Regions from separate parts of the Zea mays genome. Here region 2 is linked to region 1. The links are chromatin contacts, called in public Hi-C maps. All regions are on one chromosome and are shown on one strand. Each heading gives the region's core, a stretch centred on a gene start, on an enhancer-like site or on the middle of the called end of the contact. The rest is flanking DNA. Distances are from core to core; before and after follow the strand shown.

What was found. A called contact is a pair of places that touch in the nucleus more often than the background predicts.
Region 2: a contact with region 1 is called in a Hi-C map of leaf, with 5 times the contacts expected there. The contact joins the promoter of LOC100283367 here to the promoter of LOC100192011 in region 1. A contact is called at or near these places in 2 of 25 Hi-C or Micro-C datasets (both in leaf).

The regions. Positions count from the first base shown.
Region 1 is chr2:19,486,100-19,492,759 of Zm-B73-REFERENCE-NAM-5.0, reverse strand. It overlaps LOC100192011 (putative cytochrome P450 superfamily protein), which reads right to left and starts at 2,732. Exons shown (of 1, transcript NM_001137435.1): 1 at 922-2,732. The coding sequence starts at 2,670. The coding sequence ends at 1,129.
Region 2 is chr2:19,623,789-19,630,448 of Zm-B73-REFERENCE-NAM-5.0, reverse strand. LOC100283367 (branched-chain-amino-acid aminotransferase) reads right to left here and starts at 2,592. Exons shown (of 10, transcript NM_001156268.2): 1 at 2,339-2,592; 2 at 2,137-2,231; 3 at 136-313; 4 at 1-45. The coding sequence starts at 2,428. LOC103648456 (U-box domain-containing protein 33) reads left to right here and starts at 3,193. Exons shown (of 8, transcript XM_035965205.1): 1 at 3,193-3,484; 2 at 5,423-5,550; 3 at 5,701-5,822; 4 at 6,243-6,347; 5 at 6,566-6,660. The coding sequence starts at 3,223. It also overlaps the pseudogene LOC112935967.

The sequences.
Region 1 (6,660 bases), core at 1,483-3,982:
ATTATTGTCCCACATAATGATATAAAATTAGGGATATTTTGAATGGCATTATAAAACATAAAGATTTACGAACAAGTCACCTACTCACCAATAAATATAATAATGATAACTTAAGAGCCTAAATAACACTTTATTCAATACTTATAAATACGAGACACTTATATAATTATGTCACTTACACTAAAGTCAATTATGCGGCGACGTCTTGAACGCGTGCAATCTTAGGGAGAGAGAAAGCAATGACTAAGATGATTCTCTTATCTGCACCACGTGAGTCCTTCTGTATATATATAAATCAATACTATTAAACTTTTATTTAAAGCTAATTAACGTTCCAATGAAAGACTAAGCCTTGTTTGGATCCACCCTCTTTATTAGAAACTGTTTTTTTAAAGCTATAAGGCCTCTAATGGCCTGTTTGAAAGCTCTCGGGTTTTAAGAAACTAGTTTATGAAAACGGGATTGGTTCTAAACATACCGGTTTCAAACCAAGAAGCTAGTCTTTCCTAGCTAAACTAGTTTATAGAAATTAAGATGAATCCAAACATCATTAACCAGTTTCTAGAAACCGAAGATAGAAATGGATTCTTAAAAACTATATGGCTTCCAAACAAGGCCAAACAGGTCGACTTTTATCCAGTTTCTAAACAAAAAAAACTAGTTTTCTGGTTTCTTAAAAACCAAAAAACTGATTACTTCCAACTAAAACCAGTTTTGGATGGTTAGTCATTATTTATGGAAGAAGCTATAAATCAAATTTTTTTTAAAAAAACTAGTGGATCCAAATAAAGGCTAAAAGTGATCGAATGAATGATCGCTTGAGTTTTGTTTTTACAAACAACAACAGTTTTGGCGGCCCATTAACACAAGCTGCCGAAACCAATTTGGCGCCTCCCCGTCAGGTTACATGAGAGAGTTATTATTGCTCTCCGGCCCGCTTTTCTTCGTCCTCCCATTCAAATGCAAATCAAAATGATATGGACTTTTTACACATGCATTTTTGTTCCCAATTGAGTAATATACCTCACCAAACTCTTTAATTACTTACTGTCAATATCTACATAACTTTTCATTTGACGTTTCCAATCTGTCCGTTGGTTTCCTTCCCGACCTGCACTGCACGAACCTCTATGCGGAGGCCGCGGTGGCTCTTGCCGCCGCGTCGTACTCCCCGGCGCCGCGGAGCTCGTCGATGACGACGCTGAGGTCGCGCGGGCGCACCTCCATGCGGAGCCCGTGCTTCATGAAGAGCGTGAGCGACATCTTCTGCTCGACGCGGTGGCCCGGCGCGACGGTTAGGCGGTGGCGGAGGAGCACGCTCCCGGCGATGTTCTTCATCTGCAGGTAGGCGAGGTCCTTGCCCAGGCATATCCGCGGGCCGGCGTTGAACGCCACGAACCTGTACGAGTCGTGGGGCTGGAACCTGGTGCCGTCGTCCGACAGCCAGCGTTCGGGGCGGAACTGGAGGCAGTCCTCCCCCCACACCGTCTTCATGCGCCCCGCCGAGTAGATGGAGTAGGTGACCGAGGAGCCCGCTGGCACGAACGTGCCGTCCGGGAGGACGTCGTCGGCGACGACGTGCTTGGAGTCCTCAGGCACGGAGGGGTACAGGCGGAGCGTCTCGGAGAGCGCCGCCTTGAGGTAGACGAGGCGGTCGAGCTCCTCGAAGTCCAAGGGCGCGGCGAGCCACAGTGCCGGGTCCTCGACGCCGCGGGACCCGGCCAGGACGGCGCACAGCTCGCGCACGATGTTGCGCTCCACGGCGGGGTGCGTGGAGACCAGCCAGAAGAACCAGGAGAGCGCCACCGAGGAGGTGTCGCGGCCGGCGAGGATGAAGTTGAGCGCCACGTGCTGCAGCGACTCGTCGGAGTAGGTCCCCTTGCGCATGAAGCGCGAGAGGAGGTCGTCGTGCGGCGTGGCCGAGAGGAGGTCCTTCCTCGTGGCGGCGGAGAGCTCGAGCTTGCGCGCCTTGATGACGGCCGAGAGGTAGCGGTCGACGTGGCGGACGCTGCGCGCCAGCGTGGTCTCCATGCCGAGGCCCAGCCACTTCTTGCAGCGCCAGACGCACTCGGGGAAGATGAAGCGGTTGAGGGTGGCCTCCGTGGCGCGGTCGAACGCGGAGGCGAAGGCGTTGTCGGGGAGGCCCCGGGCGAGCGTCTCGGGGTCCTTCCCGAAGGCGAGGCCGCAGATGTTGTCGAAGGTGAGGCGGAGCAGGAGGTCCTGCAGGTCGACGACGTGCGCGTCGGCGAGGATGGGCAGCAGGCGGGCGTGGATGGAGCGGGAGACCCAGCGCGACATGGCGGTGCGGAGCGTGCGCGTGGTGAACTCGAGCGCGGCCGTCTTGCGCTGCGCCACCCAGGTGTCGCCGTCGGAGTTGAAGATGCCGTCCCCGAGCAGGTCCCTGAAGACGGCGTGCCAGAAGGGGCCCTTGGGGTAGTTGTCGAAGCGCGCCTTGAGGACGTGCTCCAGGTTCCGGGGGTCGCACGTGACGGTGACCAGGCCGCCACGGCGCGCCACCCCGGGCACGGCGAAGATGCAGGTCTGGTACGTGCCCCCCGCGCGGCGCAGGTTGGCGGCGATCCACTCGTGCATGTCCTCGGCGTGCTGCACGAGCCCCGGCAGGCTGCCGAGCAGCGGCCACACCCGCGGCCCGCTGAGCCCGCGCGACATCCGCCAGAACCAGGCCACGTACAGCGCCACGGCCGCCACGGCCGCCGCCGCCCACGTCCCGGCCTCCATCGCTGTCGTTCCGGTTTGGTGATCCGATCCACCGGCCGGTAAAAGCAGTAGTAGTAGTAGTAGGCTGCTGCTGCTGCTGCTGCGCTGACAGGAGAAATAAGTGAGAGTCACATGGAGCGCACGCAGTGCAGGGTTGCGATAGAGCGCGAGGCTATGTGCATGCCTATATAGCAGTCGGGCAGTCGCACCGGAACGGGCAGCGATTGAAGCCGTCGACGGACGGCAATCAATACCCACAACACTCCACTGACCGACGGCTGCCCCTAGCTAGTAGTAGCAGCAGCAGCAGTTATAGAATGAATCCATGGACGATCGATCCCATCCCGTGCGCCGCACGTACCAGAGTGGCTGCTGCTGCGTGGAGTCGACTGAAGCCGGACCGGACCGGAACTAACCCACCCATAAATTGCCGTCAGGGGTCGTTGGTTGGTCGAGCGGACCGCTCCAAACCCGACGGGCAGCTGGAGCCTCGGCTTTCCTCACCTACTTGCGCGGGGAGACCCTTGAATGCACGCGACGCGACGGGCACATTGAATATATACTACGAGAGAGGGGTGGTGTTGTCATCGATTATATTAGCTGCTTGCTTTGCTGCCGATCGTCGCCGTCGCCGCGCAGGCCATCCAACACACACGTACGTACGCGCGCAGCATGCCCGCCTAGCTACTAGCTAGTCTGACTGACCAAGACGTACGTACGCGCGACTACCCGCGGCGACGCTGCTGAACACGACGAGACGAGACGAGACGTGCCAGGTGATCGAGGGATGACGCCTGTATGTATGGTGGCTGCATCGTATCTACTCGCAATGGACAAGCGGCAGGTCAGGTGGCCACCCCCACCCCATGCTAGCGGACGACCGGGGCGGTGATGAAGCTGGCCAACTGTTGGTCTGCTCTGGTCTGACAGCGCCTTTACAAAGGCCGTCAGAGTAGTTTTGACGAAGCGAGAAAACTGAGGGCTGCCGTGCTGGAGCCACGACGAGGCACTACTGTACTGAGAGGCTTCAAGACGGGAAGGTCAGCGAAACAGGGATCTCCTCATCAGGCACCGTTGGCTCACCCAACTGAGCCAACCTTGCCCGAGCGCGGTACTAGTAGCTCGATTTTAGCTCCAAGAAGACCGGCACGCAGGTAAGCCCGGTGTGCTAGCTGTGGGTTCGGTTAGTTTGGTTGGAAACGACACCTTTTTCAATGCTATGCTGCTCGTCGCCCATCAACGTTGTCTCAGCTCTCAAGGGAGCTCGAATATGCGTCTTTCTTTGGGCATTCAGCCTATCGTCTTGGAGACCTATCCTGCGACTGCGGCAAATGCAATCGGCGACCTAGACTCTGATAGACCCCCCCTGTTAATTAGCACCATATTTAGACAATTTTTTTTAGCTAAAATGCCGTGTAAATAGTACCAGACTACCAGCACTCTTAGCTTCTAAATAGTTTATAATTTAAATCTAAATAGTTTTAAAAATTATTTTAGCTGTAAATAATAAAAAAAATAACTTATCTAAATGTCTTCTAAAGTCGCACAACTTTAACTTCACGATTTTTTGAAACTTCTAATGACATGTTTCACCGAATTCACCAAACTTTTTAAAGGTAAAGCAGTTTCAAACGGACCCTTAGACATTCTTCAACCATTCCCGCTCACGCTTCCTGTCCCTTTGAACGGGTACAATGTAACTGATCCTCGAATCCGTTGAACAATCCACTCTTAGAGCTAATTTGGGAGCCACAGAACCGGAGAAGATTTTAGCCTCTCCAATCCTCTCCGGTATTTGGACTTCCAAACTAGAGTGCCACTCTCCACGGGAGAGAGGGGGAAACCACTTCATACACGGGGAGTCATAATCTCCTCCATTTTTTAATTAGTGCCAACTGTAAAATTAATTAATTTTATATTAATTATATATAACAATGTGTATTGCAGTACTATAAATATTGTATAGTTTTTTAAACTCGAAAAACTTATTTATAAAAGTCAAATAGATCAAATAAAGTGTATAAGGGAGCTGAATATGAAAAATAGTTGCGGAGGAGATGAAATAGCAGGAAGATGGAAGTATTTAAATACGAATTGAAAGTATGAATAGAGAGATTTGAGAGTGGGAATCGTTGGAGTTAGCATAAAGACATCACCACGCACCCGTTTCTTATGCACTTGTGCGTCGTCTATTATTACCCGCCTCATTAATTAGCGACGTACCCGTCGCTTCTACACCATTATAATGCAAGACACGAGAAGCCAAATGAAAGTGCCAGGATAATGCAGAGCTAACCATAGTAGTTAGTGCAGCTAGATCATCATAAACATAACCCCTAATTGACAAAAACAGCCGTGTGGCGCTACACTACTGTCCGGTTGTTGCAACCTGCACAGCTATATAAACATCCGAGGCCGAGATAGCAGTCTGCTAATATATAGTTATCAAAAGACCACGGCTATGCATTAGACAAAACAAAACTGCAAGATTCGCGTACCATTTTCCAGCAGCAGCAAAAGCCGCCATTTCAATCATTTTCCAGCCGCCCAGCTAAAGAGCGACAGGGGAAAAAAACTAGCCATCTACCAACCCTCATGAGACGGCATGCACCTAGATTAAAAATATTTTAGAACCAGGGTATATTATTGTAGTTTTGAAATATTTTAAATATGGAAACGAAAAGGATACGGTGATTTAGGGGTGTTGGTTCTTTTAGGTCATGTTTCAAACCTCTAAAACTAATATTTAGTTGTTAACATTAACTAAGAGATTTAGAAACGAGTTAGTTAATTGTTAGTTATACCACTTAAATAGCTATTAGCTGTCCGTTGCTTCAACCCAGTTAAAATTTTTGAATAGGGCTTTAGTCATTCTTATAAACTTTAGAAACTAAACTTTAGTCTCTATAAATTTTATTTAGAAGGTAAAGCGCCCCAGATCCTCTTAGACTCAAATGTGATACAATTACTAGTCCAAGGAGGCTAGTAAACACATTTATACATCAGATAGTTTCAGATCTGCTTAAATGAGACAAACCTATAAAGGTGGCAAACAACTTTAAAAGTTGGTCCACAACTCGGGACATATCATCAGAGTGGGACTGAAGCAGCCCGATATACGCAGCTAAGCAAATCAGCGGTCCAACAGCCACAGGCAAGGTTGGGAACAGTCGTAACTCTTACCCGATCTCCTTTTTTCTGAAAAACAACAAATAAGCAAGGGTGAGTACAAACGTACTCAGCAGCCCACCTTCACCCGCGGAATGGGGAAATCAGATATAATGTATGGAATATGTGGAGCTCAGGATATTTTGAAGAAACAACAATATCTGATGCAGCGTTGTTTTGTAAAACATTTTGTATTTTGCAAAGCGCATCCTCTCCCAAGGGAGCAGGAAGTTTTTCAATATTAGAACAAAATCCCCTGGACTAAACTATCCAGGTATCTCAGCAGTTTCCCATTGGTTTTCATTTTCAACAACAGCCACTCGACTTCCCGTCCACCATAGCTCACGGCTCAACCGTCGGACCTTTTAAAAATCACTTTTCTCAAAAGCATCTTTTTTTTTGAAAACATAACACTAATTGTCATACCACACCAGACTCGTCCATTCCAGTGGACACAGACTATTCGAATAGGTTTTCAAACTCTGCGCAGAGGTGTACACTTTACCCACTAGTCCGGCTCTGCGATCTCATGGCCAATGAGATCCGAATCCGAATCTCTTTCTTTCCTCGCACGTCCTAACCTTGACGGTTATCCCGGAAGGAGTCAGGCCACCGCCATGTCCAAACCGGACAAAACATTCCGCCTCCTTATCCTCCCGGTGCTCCCCAGCCTTCATAACCCTAGGGTTAGACCGTACGAGTTTAGATTAAGTGACTGCCCATACAGTCTCGAGTGGTTGTACTAATCATGAATACAGGTAGTGAAGGATGACA
Region 2 (6,660 bases), core at 1,343-3,842, 140 kb before region 1:
TGATCCATCCTCTTTTCTATGTGATCGTAGACCTTCAAGCAATCCCTGCGGAAGTTTTATAAGCACATTAGAGCATATCAACACAATGTTGAAAAAGGACCATGGTACTCGAACTGATATGCAGAGTTCTCAAACCTGACCATAATTCAGCACGGCGGCTGCTGGATTCAGCTCAATTGACCCATATGGCACTAATTTACCATTCATAAACACCCCATCTGAAGAACAGCTCATTAAATACATGAAGTCCGTTGGGATCAGTTGAAACCCAAGATCATCCCAATTGAAGTCAACTAGATCTGGGGTCCCTGTGCTGAAAAACACAAGTCCCAGAACAAATGAACCCATAATAAAGCCGAAACAACAACGGGATAATAAGTATGCAGCTGTTTGTAACTGCGAGTACTTGGTACTATAGCAACCTCTAGTCACTAAGTTGATTCTTCATTTCCTTCCTTGATAAGACTAACATACTTATGATCTATGCTGTCAATTTGTGTACCTCATCATAGAAAATGGATTGTAAACCACATGTGTCCTCGGAACTCTGTTTTTCACACCTAGTTTTACCTTATGTAATTTAACGTAGTGCTGATACATCATGAATGGATCCACCTTATCGTTCCAACCGTAAATGTTGGGATTCACCAATTTAACACCAGACCCATAACCAGAGTGTCATTCACTTAGATTTAATATGGGGATGGCTCATATTATATTAAATTAAATTGAATTGAACTAATTCTAGACATGTATTAAATGTGTCGGGGCGTTCGAATGCATTGAGACTGTTCAGGAGAGCGAGAGCCGTAGACATCCGGAACATGGGGCCTTCGGGCTCGTCGTGGCGTGGTGTGACTGCTAGTAACAGTCTGTCTAGGTGATCTCTAGATATTCATGAACAGCCATAAAGTTTCACTTATATGCCCCAACTAAAGGAGATGCTTTTGGCAACCTAGTACCAGTAAAGAGTTTAAGTAAAACTTATTTCACATAAAACTGTCAATTCAAAGATAGTCTATTGTTTAGTTGTGAGGAAGTATAACCTCTATTCTAAGTGGATGTCAACTTTACAATCTCCATTGAAACATTGGTAAAACCAAACGACAGAGAAGTGAGAGTATTTATGTGTCCTAGTTTTGGTGGGGGTTGTTGCAAATTGTTAGACTTAATATGTGGATATATTATATTTTTTTTTAATTATATCAAATAAATTCTAGGCGCATATTAAATTGTCGGGGCTGTTTGGAGGCCTCGGGGCCTTCGGGCTCGTTGTGGCGTGCCATGGCCGCGACCTTGGTGTGATTGTGTTGTGTAGGTGGACTTGTTATGCCACTTCACTTGGTCTATGGAGGAGGAAATGGCTACACTAATGGAGGTGTAATGAACATGTAACATGAAATAATGGAGACGCACGTTACGGTGATCACTCCATCTTTCTATTTTCTTGAAACTCCTGCCATTATATCATTTTCTTTGGAAGACCAGTCCGAGACAAATACAACACACGATTACCCTTCACTAAAAAGTCGAGTTGCATCGAAGTCTCCCTATTCCAATCCTCTGCAAACACAGAGTGTTGGGAGAACAGGCCTCTGTGGAACCATCGTCTACATGTACAATACCTGCTCAAGTATTGGCGATCAGGTTTTTTTTAAGGAGCGTCACTGTGATCGCTTGTTGAACGGACCAGAAGATCAACTTCTTTCTGGTGGATGCTTAATCTTCTTGGTGGACATATGAGGGACAACACTGGGAATATTTGTCTGCACCGATTGTGGTCCAATAATTCGAGCAACACACAATATCGATTCATGTGAATGGATCCATGAATTTGTGGTTAGTATTTTTTTTATATGTCTCTGCTAAACTTATGAGTAATAATATTTTACACATGTGTGCATATGGCTTCACAATTATACTGCCATGTTTTAGATTAAATTAAACATGAAAATACCTAAATTCTTAATAATAACCAGGGCGAACGTTTTGAGCAGCAAATTTCCAATTGCATCACCATTGCAAAACTAAAATGATTAATCATACCCTTTTTGCTAGTTAATCTTAGCGGCGGTGCATCGTCCCAATTCCCAAAGCAAAACAGAGGGTCAGTTATACAGACTTGTCGCATCATACTTGTGTGCAGTCGTCATTAGAGTAGAGAATCGACTCCTAGCAACAGGGCTTGACGGGGTAAAGCAGACAGTGCAGTATCCCGATCGGCTCCAAATCTGCAGGATTAACGTTGTCGCGTCAGAACCGGCTGGCCGGCCGAGCAGATGATATTGGGGCGGCCGCGTACCACCAAAACCGCATGATCTTAAGCAAAGTAACTCACGCGATGGGAGAGAACTCGCGGGAATGGCGCCGCGCGGCAGCTAGAAGAGGGGGGCGCAGAACTGCGGGCCGCGCAGGTGCAGAGCTCCATTTGTAGTCTGGGCGGAGAGTCGAGGTCGGCGAGTCGGCGACCGGGGGTAGGTTTGCAGTTTCCTGGTTTGGTGGGGCTGCTTGTCGATTGCCCGAATCGTTCGACGCCGCCGAGCCGCCGGCGCGTTGCTATTGCCTATTGGTCGTCTCCTGCTTCCGTGCTTCTGTTGCCGGGTCGCAGTCCCGAGTCCCGACGCCGAGGAAGTGGTCCATGCAGGGGACTGGGCCCTCATCCATCATGGGCTTCAGTTCTGATCGGGGCCGGGCTAGCAAGAGAAATGTGGCATAGGGCAATTTTGATGCCACTTGTTTTTTGATGAATTTCAGGCAGACCGTGATAACAAAAGACACACACGGCGAAGAATCTCGTGATTGTTAAGAAGTCAAAAGGTTTCTGCAGAGGAAGCGGCAGCGAGCAAATGCAGCCTCAGAATATGCTGTTTGCTGAGCATTTTCACATCGATGCATCGAAACAATCGTGTTAGACGACGACTGGCAGAGCAGTAACGAGCAACAGACGGTACTTCGTCTATGCAGGTCTCCAGTAATTTCACCTCGCAGCCAGAAAAGTCTACCAAATGCCATGAATATCCGGTCCCGATTCACGAAGATACCAAAGTGATTTCTTCCGACAGCGGGTTTTTTTAAATGATGCTACAACCTCGCCTTCGTTTGTAACGTTCGGGTCTTTCGCATTTTAATTCCGGGTCCTGGAGGGCAGCATTACAATCCATGCTGCGCGCCGCGTGACTGCAATCTTTCGTTCTTTCCTGCGCAGAAGCAGCAAAGTCTGAAATGGCTAACGCCGGGACAGGGAGGGGAGGACAGACACCGGAGAGCACGCACCAGCACACCTTAAGAACGGCGGTGAGCAACACCAGGGAGGCCGCGGAGAGCCCGCCTTTGGCTGTCGACGACAAGATTTTCGTTGCTGTCCCCGAAGAACTCAAGCACGGCAAGAGCAACTTGCTGTGGGCGCTGCACAACTTGGCCAGGGACGCCTCCAGCTCCCGGATTGCCATTGCTCATGTCCACGTTCCTGCCCAGATGATAACCAGTAAGTAACTCAGCTAGCCAGGAACACCGCTCTTTTTTCTGCCTCAAGGTAAACAGCGAATTCTCCAACTAATTTCGTTTTAGGTTCCATAACTTCCTCTCTGAAAAATTGTAACTTTTTCAGGCACATTTATGGGCAGAGCGTCCATGGCCCATTGGGTTTAGTATGTTCTAGCCATAACAATTGCATTATTAGAGCCCAGGCCATCTCCTGGAGACTAGCAATTCGCCAATTCCCAATCCTCTAAGTTCCAGCAGTTTGCACACTTTTCCCCATGCCACCACTCAATGCCCCGCCTTTAGCTTCCTTCCGGTCTCTCCGTTAAAAGTATTTTCTAACCTTATCAATAGCCTCAACAGTTCATTTAGGATATGTTTGGTTTGACGTTAAAATAGGTTAAAATAGGATGAGGCGAGAGCGACACCGTCCCCTCGATTTTTTAGGATCACGCCGCCACAAAAAATTACTTTGGTGTTCACCTCGTCCTCACATGACTCTCATTCAAACAATATAGAAATTATGGCTGCATCATTCCATCCTTCCTTATACATCCAACCAAAACACACCCTTAGATAGATCCAGAGCCATGGCTAAATAAACCAGCAAGTTGGGCAGCTAGCCATTGGAGGCTAGCAACTTTCTAACAACACACTGGACCGGTCCGGTGAGCCACCAGTGTACACCACACTAGGTCCAAGGATAGCCATTATCGACCTTGGAGCTGTGCGTCCGATGCGCCGGATCAGGTCTGGTATGCCACGTGCTCCAGTCTTTAGCTAGTCTTCATTCTGTTCATAGGTCCCACCGGCCGGTACGGTGCACCTCTATGTAGCCAGAATTTCTTTTTTCTAAGTTTCTTTTTTGGGCTTTTCTTGTCTTGTGTCTTGGATTTTTGCGTAACGTTGGTAAGTCTTTAATGAGTCTTCTAAGAGCATCTCCAACAACGTGATTTATAAAAATGTCCTATAATTTAAAAATAAATATACTTTATAGAATTTAGGGCACCAACAAAACACCTCGCTCCAACAGTAAAGCCCCAAATCTTGATTATAGGGCAGCTCACTACGGTGTAATATATTTGAGGCACTTGAGAGAGTCCTATAGTTTTTTGACAAAATTTTATAAAATAAGGCATTGTTGGAGTGGTTTTTCCTGTGTAGAGCCCATATTTCAATTTGAGGCACTAGTTTGAGGCATTGTTGGAGATGCTCTAATGTCTTCTTTAAGGTGTTGCTCTCCATAGCTCAGTCCAAGTCCACTCTGCATACTTTGAACTATAAACACTAGCCAACGTATTAGTCCAAAAGTTTATGTTGATCATCACACTAAAATCACTAACAATTTGGACGGCGGTTCATTTTCCTTACACTTAGGTAGCTTCTTCAAGAATATGAGAACTCTCAAATATTTACAAGGAAAGTTAAACATCTCACATGGTATCAGGTTTTGTAAGGTTTCCATCTCTGTTTCTCCACACCGATAGGATAGCTTCTTAATATTTGTGTTTGTCTAATTTTGATCCTAAACTAAAAAAAGGTATTGTTGGCACGCCAACTATCAAAACATATAGTTTTGACCCCCGAGCTAGTTTGATTAGTTTTTAGATGAGTCTAGGATCAAAATTGAATGGCTTTGATAGTTGAGTTGCCCAAATGAGAAATGACCCAATCTTGTAGTTAGGAGTTAAAATTATAGAAAGGTGAGAGTTGATAGGCCAAACATAAACTTAATCCTTTTTAACCATTTTTTGTAGCCAACTGCTCAACTGTGCCCGAAGAGATTAACCTGTCTGATTATAGGCAAATTAATATTTTATGCACGAAATTTTGTCATGAGGTACTCCATGTTGTGTTCCTACACTAAAGTTTGTTTCATGGTACAAAGAAACTTCATAGTCTATTATATTTTCCAGCTCAAACATATTTCATGTTTTCCCAGTGGGGCTAGGGGCAAGTGTTCATTACAGCACAATGAGACCACAAGAACTCCGTGCATACAGGCAGCATGAGCGAGAAAAGATGGAGAAAAAACTAAACGAATATGTTTTGATATGCAGGCGATTGAAGGTGTTTGTTTACGTTCTCTTATTTGTCATTGTTAATTCAATCTAAATTATTTTCCCTTTTTTTGAGAACAAGAACAGGAATGAAATCTTAAGAGATGAGGAACATATATCCCAATATTGCATAATGATCATCCAAATTTTCCTGTGCCAGGTTAATTGCGACATAGTAGCTATTCAAAATGACGACATAGCTAATGGGGTCATCAATCTTATTTCTTTACATGGGATCAAAAAGCTTGTCGTGGGAGCCGCATCAGATAAAAAATATTCAAAGTATGGCTCAAGCATCTATAGTGTCTCAAATTTCTAGTTCTAGCATCTGTCATTTGTCGACAATAGAGGACTCTAGCCATTAAAGGATCAAGGGATGATGTTTATCCAAATTATGATAAGTTTCTTAAAATCTAGCAGTTGAGTAATCAAAACTGCAAGAGTAGCTTCTCATATAGTAAAGAACGATTTGTCAACTATAGAAATGTGGATGGTCAGACAGTTCCCTGATAGCTCAATGTTTAAAATCTAGCATTCAAAGTACTCCAAAAGTTCTATGGTTATGAAAGTTGAAAACTGATGTGCAGGTTCCCATTTATTTCAAAAAAATAATCTTATGAACTTCGAGCACAAAGAGTAAGAAAAGATTTGCTAAGTATAGTTCCTTTAATTGACAACCTAACAAATGTTATCAAATCATAGGACAATGAAAGCACCAACGTCCAATACAGCATTGAAGATAATGGAAGGAGCAGCTTCACCATGCAAGATATGGTTTACTTGCAAAGGATCTCTAATTGTTGTCAAGTAAGGTTGAGATGGGTTGGTAGTAAGGCACCTAAATTAATTACGTTGCTCTTTTCTCGGTAGTGCTATCTATCTGTATCTAGCTGTTTAGGATATATAGTGATTCATCATTAATCTACATCAGCAAATTACAGTGTGCTATCAGCCTCTTTTTCGGACAAGTATAGTACCTTGTAGGATATAACAATAATTGTGATTGTTAACTGTCACTTTGACAGGGGCGGCAATGCAGATACACCTACAGTACCATCATCACAAAACACAGCACCATTACCAGTATTCAACATTTCTAGCCAAATGAGATCAATGATGA